2 separate regions of the Mus musculus genome follow, and region 2 is linked to region 1. Evidence: chromatin contacts called from public Hi-C data. All regions are on one chromosome and are shown on one strand. Each heading gives the region's core, a stretch centred on a gene start, on an enhancer-like site or on the middle of the called end of the contact. The rest is flanking DNA. Distances are from core to core; before and after follow the strand shown. Region 1 has its middle 45 kb from the start of Gm46781. Region 2 has its middle 18 kb from the start of Gm40017.

Evidence for each region. A called contact is a pair of places that touch in the nucleus more often than the background predicts.
Region 2: a contact with region 1 is called in a Hi-C map of muscle stem cells, with 3 times the contacts expected there. The contact joins two enhancer-like sites.

What each region holds. Positions count from the first base shown.
Region 1 is chr2:174,560,329-174,563,772 of GRCm38.p6, forward strand. No RefSeq gene overlaps it. Among named protein-coding and RNA genes, the nearest start is that of Gm46781, 45 kb to the right of the region's middle. Within about 2 kb of position 1,748, at least 23 of the 459 cell types and tissues checked have an H3K27ac peak or open chromatin away from gene starts, as enhancers often do. A contact at or near this core is called in muscle stem cells, where this site is marked.
Region 2 is chr2:174,898,971-174,902,414 of GRCm38.p6, forward strand. No RefSeq gene overlaps it. Among named protein-coding and RNA genes, the nearest start is that of Gm40017, 18 kb to the right of the region's middle. Within about 2 kb of position 1,856, at least 21 of the 459 cell types and tissues checked have an H3K27ac peak or open chromatin away from gene starts, as enhancers often do. A contact at or near this core is called in muscle stem cells, where this site is marked.

The sequences.
Region 1 (3,444 bases), core at 498-2,997:
TTGAGTGAACTCTTCTGAGCCCACCCCTCTATGACTTTCAGCCTGCTGAGAAGTGCCAATGAGTAGCTGTGGCTCCAGGATGCTTGGAACTCTATATCCCAGGATCTTGTAAGATTTAGAATGTTAATCATCATTTGGCCTCCAAGAGTGGCATGAAGCTTTCTGAGCTGAGGCCGAGACAGACTTTGAAGCCTCCCACCCCAGAGCCAACCCTAGGGAGCTAGTGATAGATAGCTTCCTGCCTTCATGGGGTTTAAGGTGCTCCATCTCTTTGTGCCCCCCCTCCCCCCCGCTGTCTTGGTGGGGAAAATGGTACCAAGTCAAGAGAGGAAGCTAGCAGGAAGAGTTTGCTGAAGGTCGTCAGATTGACAAATGTGGGATTATAGAAGGCACTGAATAAAATCACAAATATGCACGTGCAAATTACTCATGGTGTGGCTAATGAGACAGACAGGTGGCAAGGCCCCCCATCCAACTTCAACCCCATCTCCAAAAGGGATAACTCTCTTCTGTCATTTCCACATACTGTCAGTGTCAGGGGGAATGCTGAAAAGGATGGAGAAATTACCAAGCTTCACATCTCTCTTCACCCCGGGATTCGCTACCAGAGATTCCAGACCCATATGAAAGGACAACCTGGGGAGTACAACAAGGTCACAGTTATACCTATGTCACAGACAGGCAGTGGGGCTCCGTGGGGCAGCCCTTCCACTCCAGAACTTGGGGAACGGAGGCAGGAGAGTTTTAAGTTCAAAGTCAATCTTGAGTTCTATAATGAGTTCTAGACCAGTCTAGGATCCATGGTGAAACTGTATTAAAAAAAATAAATAAGTAAAACAACCACAACAACAACAACAAAAGCCTATCCCTACAAAAAGGCAAAAAACAAGTACCTTCCTCCCCCCCAACCAGACAACAAGCAGCAGATGAAACTTTGGGAGAGAAAAAGCTTTAGACCAAGCTGAAAGCAAATTGTTTACTGAAATAGCCAATCGCCTACTCCCTGACCCACGCGGTGACCCAACCTCCTATTTTCTTGATGGGTTCAATTTCCTCATATCAAATGTAGACAAAAATGGAGCCTTGCCATGGCAAACCAGCGGGTTTGTGAATTAGGAAATGATCTAAAAGCATTAAAAATGCAGGCAATGAATCAATTTTGACATATTGCTTCTTTGTCAACTTTGTGACCGTTGAACTTGTTGCCGATCTGAAGGATATTTCATAAAAAGCTGCTTTTATTAACACGCATCAGACAAGGATTTATCTTATTAAGTCTGGGATAAGAAGCGAAGCTGTTCTTGGGTTACTCGGGGTGACAGTTTTGAGCCACTGTTTTTCACACGCCACTGAGACAACGGAAATGAATCCTCGTCGGTCCCTGGTTCCATTTTGCAAGTTACTTTAAAAACTAATAAAGGGAAATCATGCGGACAGCCTCGTGTATCTTGTCTGTCCCTGGCGTCTGCTTGCTCTTCCTGGGTTGTCATTTTTTTGCTGTGAGACGCCTCTTTTTTTCTTCTACTTCTGTTTAAAACAATCACCTTTTTTATTAAAAAAAAAAAAAAAAAAAGAAGGTTTTCAAACCGGGTACTAGAAACTTGATTATGTGGTGACAGGCGGCTCCTGACATTTCAGGAAGTGGGTGGAAAGCGGGAATTTTAAAGTGGATGAGTCATGTGGGATTAGAGAGGAAGCCACAGCAGCTGGGGGCAGAGGCTTCAGAGCAGATTTCATGGCTTATTCTGAAAGGCTACAGGGTACTTGCCTTTGTGAAGGCCAAATGGCAGACAATCGCTGACGCACAGGGAACAGGGGGTGGGATGGGGGGGTTGGGGGGGTGACAGGGTACAGGCTGAAGAGGCAGGTGGATCCTGCCCTGGAGAAGATGCTTAACCCTTAGCTTGCCTCTTAGAGTATGGCTGTGCACAGGATGTCAGACAGAGGCTTTGTCCTGCTGGAAGCAGGGGGCACTGAGGGTCATTCTTGAAGTTATTGACTTTTTGTTTTTTAATTGGTCTGTGTGTGTTTCTCTGCGTGTATCTCTGTGTGTGTCTGTGTGTGTGTGTCTAGGGGAGCCATGTAGGTCAGAGTAGATTGACACTGAATGTTTCTCTCAGCTGATCTTCACTTTAGTTGCAAGGAGACAGTCATGTGACTACATTGACTGGCCAGCAAGTTCTCCCAGAATCTTGTGTTGGGATTAGAGGCATGCGTTCTCTTGCCAGGCTTTAAAAGCCGGTGCTGGGAATCCAAATTCGGATCCTCATTCTTGCATGTCAAAGCCATCTTCTGAGCCCATTTGTCTTTGGAGGTAGGTCCCATTCTGTAGGATGGTCGTGAACTCAAGATATGTCAGTTTTCAAGGGCTTCAGAGAAACTCCATGGTGGTCCCAACTCTCTGGTGCTCGAGCAACAAGCATCTTCTCTCTCACCGTCTTCATTCTCTAGTTGGTTGTTCAAGCACTGGGAAGACATACTGAGGCCGTAACTACATTTGTCTTCGGGAAGGAACCCAGTGATCCTGAGTTGATCAGAAATGGTCAGTTGATTCCTGTCACTTGCCGTCATAAGAATCTTGGGATAATAACAGGAAGCTAAACTTTATAAACTGAGGTTGGTCCCGGTGCTGTGGGAAGCAAACAGTAAAGTATCATGGCTTTCAGCACACTGTCGGGCTGCTGGTATGTCTCATGCAGGCGTGAAGCTTGGCTCCTGGAGACCAGTGGGCCTCCACAGTCAGGGGAAGGAGACAACTTCATGGCCAAGAGGAGGATGGTTTTTGTAATCTCAGCCTAGGGTTAGGACTGTTGATGTGTCTCAGGTTTTTACTCATTTAAGAATTTATTTATTTTTAAAACAGGTTCTTGCTGGGTTGTGGTGGCACACACCATTAATCCCAGCAGTCGAGAGGCAGAGGCAGGCGGATCTTTGAGTTGGAGGCCAATCTGTTCTACAGAGTGAGTTCTAGAACAGCCAGGACTACACAGGGAGACCCTGACTCAAACAAAACAAAACAAAACAAAACAAAACAAAACAAAACAAAACAAAACACAACACAACAAACAGATAGGTTCTCAGTTATCCAAGCAGGCCTTGAACTCATTATGTAGCCATGGATAACCTTGAACTTCTAATTTTCCTGTCTCTGTCTCAAAGTGCTGCCATTACAGGCAGCAGCAAACCTAGTTTATGCAGTCCTGGGAACAAGCCCAGGTCTCATCCCCTTAGGTTGCCACTCTGCCAACTGTGGTCCATTCTCAGCACTAAAACTTGTTTTTTAAATAGTTTTGACAGAACCCTAAAAATTGTCAGCATTTTCTGTTTTTTTGTTTTGTTTTATTTATTCATTTATTTTTTGAGACAGGGTTTCTCTGTGTAGCCCTAGTTGTCCTGGAACTCACTCTGTAGACCAGGCTGGCCTCAAACTCAGAAATCCACCTG
Region 2 (3,444 bases), core at 606-3,105, 340 kb after region 1:
AACTTCAAAGCCTGTGACACACTTCCTCCAACAAGGTCACACCTACTCCAACAAGACCACACCCCCAAATATTGCTACTCCATACAAGCCTATTGGAAGTCATTTTGATTCAAACCACGATGCTCAACAATGTTTGACAGACCTTCCTGCCCCTGAAAAGCAGGAGGAAGCTCACCCGGAGAGAACCAATTCATCACATGAAGTCCCAGGCAGCCCTTGATGGGGTCTGTGGGAGGCATATGCTCATTGGAGCCACTGCCAGTGGGGACGGATAGGGACTTCCTGTGCGCCCTCCCTTCTCTGACCCTTTCTCAGCAGCTGCAAGAGGAGCCACCAAGAAAAGCTTCTGTGGGTTAGTTAACAGCTGCAGGGCTGTCTTTGCCTCATTAGAGCATGCTGGACAAAGCCCACTGGAAGCTTGGAATGCCTACCATGTTGAAAAGCTCTCAGCTGCCATTTTTGTCTTCTCAAGCCCTGGGATGCTGGTCGTGAGCTTCTTGAAGACCAGACATGGTTCATGTTAAGAGAGAATGACTGGTTAGACACTAGGTGATTTAGAAAACCTTTATCCTGGGGGGCCATGCTCTGCCCCCTAAGATCCCAGCATGCCCAGTTCATTTCAGTTGGTGTTCGTTCAGTTAGCACATTTTGCCTAATGATGCTCTTTTTTTTAACTTCCTATTTTTGTATGTTTTGAGTGTGTGTGTGTGGTATGTGTGTGTGTGTGTGTGTCTGTGTGTGCATGTGTGTGTGTCTCTGTGTATATGTGTGTGTATATGTGTGTGTGTGCACGTGTGTGTGTGTGTGTGTGTGTGTGTGTGTGTGTGCGCGTAGGCCAGAGGAGCATGTCCAACATCTTTTGTTACTGCTCTCCTCCTTTTCCCAGTGAAGGCTGGGTCCAGATCATTAACCCGGTGTGTGATCTGGCATAAGGCAAGCAAAGGAGGGTGGTGCTCATGGCTGCCTTGTCCATCTCCTATCCTAGGTCTCCCTCTTCTTCTCCTCCTCCTCTTCCTTCTCCCTCTTGTGCATAAATAACTGTGAGAAGAAAACACTTCTCTTCAACCCTGTATCCCCTGCCTGACTTATGGCCTTCAACATTGCTGGCTCAGCTGAAGCTATAAAGAGACCCCAACCTTGGCCTCCTCTGCACATTACAGTATAAAACAGACACCCTAAACCCAGTTTTCCCACTCATTGAGTTCTTCCCTTCCTTAAAAATGATGGAAAGGGTCCTTCTTGGGTCATAAAAAATATGGCTCAAAACCCCAGAACATCTGGCCAGAGCTCATTGTTGAGCAGGACCTTTCCCAAGGACTTGCTGGCTGCCAGACACCTCCAAGGGAGCCTGGAGGCCCGAGGGCCCTGCAGCAGGGCCAGAAGGAACCGGAAATGCCTTACAGACATGTGTTCTCCTGAACACCAGAGGGATCCGCTGAAATTTAGGATCACAAAGTCCCCAAATGACGCAAGGGTACTATCATGCAGTCCCAGGTCCTTTTGGGGACACTGGGACCTCATGCAAGTGTCCAGTTTCTATAAGGCCCTACAGCATAGGGACAGAATGTCCACACCACACAGTAGAGTATGTAAGAGGAAAGGTATGTAGCCCATAGAGCAGAGGGCCAGGCTTTGATACGTGGTAATACTCTCTGACACATTGCAACAGACTGGACACACAGTGACAATCAACAAACAGTGTCCCAGCTCTGACAGGTCCTGCTCTTTGCTCCAGCCACAGGGTTTGAAAAGACTTCCTCTGCAGAAAAGGGGGACCAGCCAAAGAACTCTGGAAGATTCTCTGTGCATGGAAACTTCTAGGCTCTGCAAAGGGAAGGTATTTCATTTGTGAGGCAATAGCACCCTCTGGGGCCAGACAGAAGCATTACCTCTGGAATATTCTCTGGGTCTTCAGAGCTCCTGAACCTAATATAAATCTAATACAAGTAATATTAAATATAATAAAGTGACTGGCCCTATAAATAATATTATATTAAGTATAATATAGTGAGTGACCATACCTTGAGCAGGGCTGTTTGAAGACGTCAACGCAGCCAAAGGACCCTTGTTTGTGTTTTGTGGTTCTGGTCCCTCCATTTCTGGCCCCAGCTGCCACTCCTTGGGAATTTTGGATGGTGGGGTTTAGAAGTGTCACAATGGAGGTTGACCCCTGACCTCCTCTTGGACTTTGATCTGAGGAATCCCTTCCTGCAAAGTGAGGTTACTGACATATCTGTAAACTTAGTTTTGTGCTCAGTGGCCACCTGCACTTCCGGGGGCTGCGGCTGGACCTTAGCGTTGTTACCTCATCTCCTTGGACGTTTGGGTGATGTTTGTTTTGGACAACTCCAACACGTTGGGCTCTCCTGGAATTTGGTTCTTCACTGGTTCCTGAGGAGTCGAGGTTGAATAACTGAAAACAGCAGCTAACTGTCTCATCCTGAGGCCAGCAGGGCTTTCCAGAGAGCCCTTTGTCACTGGAGAGGTCACTGGAATGGACATTGGAATTCTGGGGCTCATAGGAGGTGCAGTGGTCGTGTGAGAGTTAGTTGAGTGCAGAATCGATGCTCAGACTAGTGCAGCGTCAACAAGCCCACTGCCGGGATCTACTTCCAGCACACTTCCTCTGATGTGACCTAAGCATTATTCATTGGACCCCACAGCATTTCCCTCTCCACACTGCCATTCCTCAGAGAAGGCACTGGCCCGCCATCGCGGTCCCACCCCACCATAGCAATGCAAGCACTAAACACTGCCCTTCCGGGTCAGCAGCAGGGGTCAGGCCTCCAGAGCCTGTACCCCTTGTTCCTGTGTCGCCTCGAAAGTCACAGGGTGAGGGTGCTAGTGCTCTGTAGCCTTTCTCTGCTGCTCCGGGGTTGCTCCCAGGCCTCAGACACCTCCTCAAGGATCCAGGTGACAGCCTTGCGCCTACCTGCTTTCTGCGCTCCGTGATGGCTGTCAGAGAACGCCTGCGTTAATTAGATCTCCGATTAGATGGCACATTAAGTAATTATCCCAGGGTAGATCCCAAGTGAAGTCTATTTAAAGTGGGTGCCTGAACTCGTGAATGAAAACAGGGGTGAGTCACGCTCTGTTACACCACGCAGAACCCGAAAGGCAGCGCAGCAGCAACAGGAGTAACTGCGGGCGGTTCTGCCTCTCCCTTTCCTCGCTCAGCAACGCCCCAAGCACTCTTGGCCTAAAATCTGGTACCCAGACTGCTTGTGGCTGGGGAGTGGTGTGCCATCCTTCCTCGACTTCATGCAAGGAAGAGGCAGTATAGTGCCCATGTTGCAGATTCAAAAACTAAGGCAAAACACTGGAAGTGGAAGAATACGGTTCTAAACCAAGGCTCTGACTGAGCTGCAGCCCTGTGGGCGGGCTCACCTCTGGCCGCGCATGGCCAGCCAGTGGGCCGTCATATGTCTATGAAACATCTGCTCA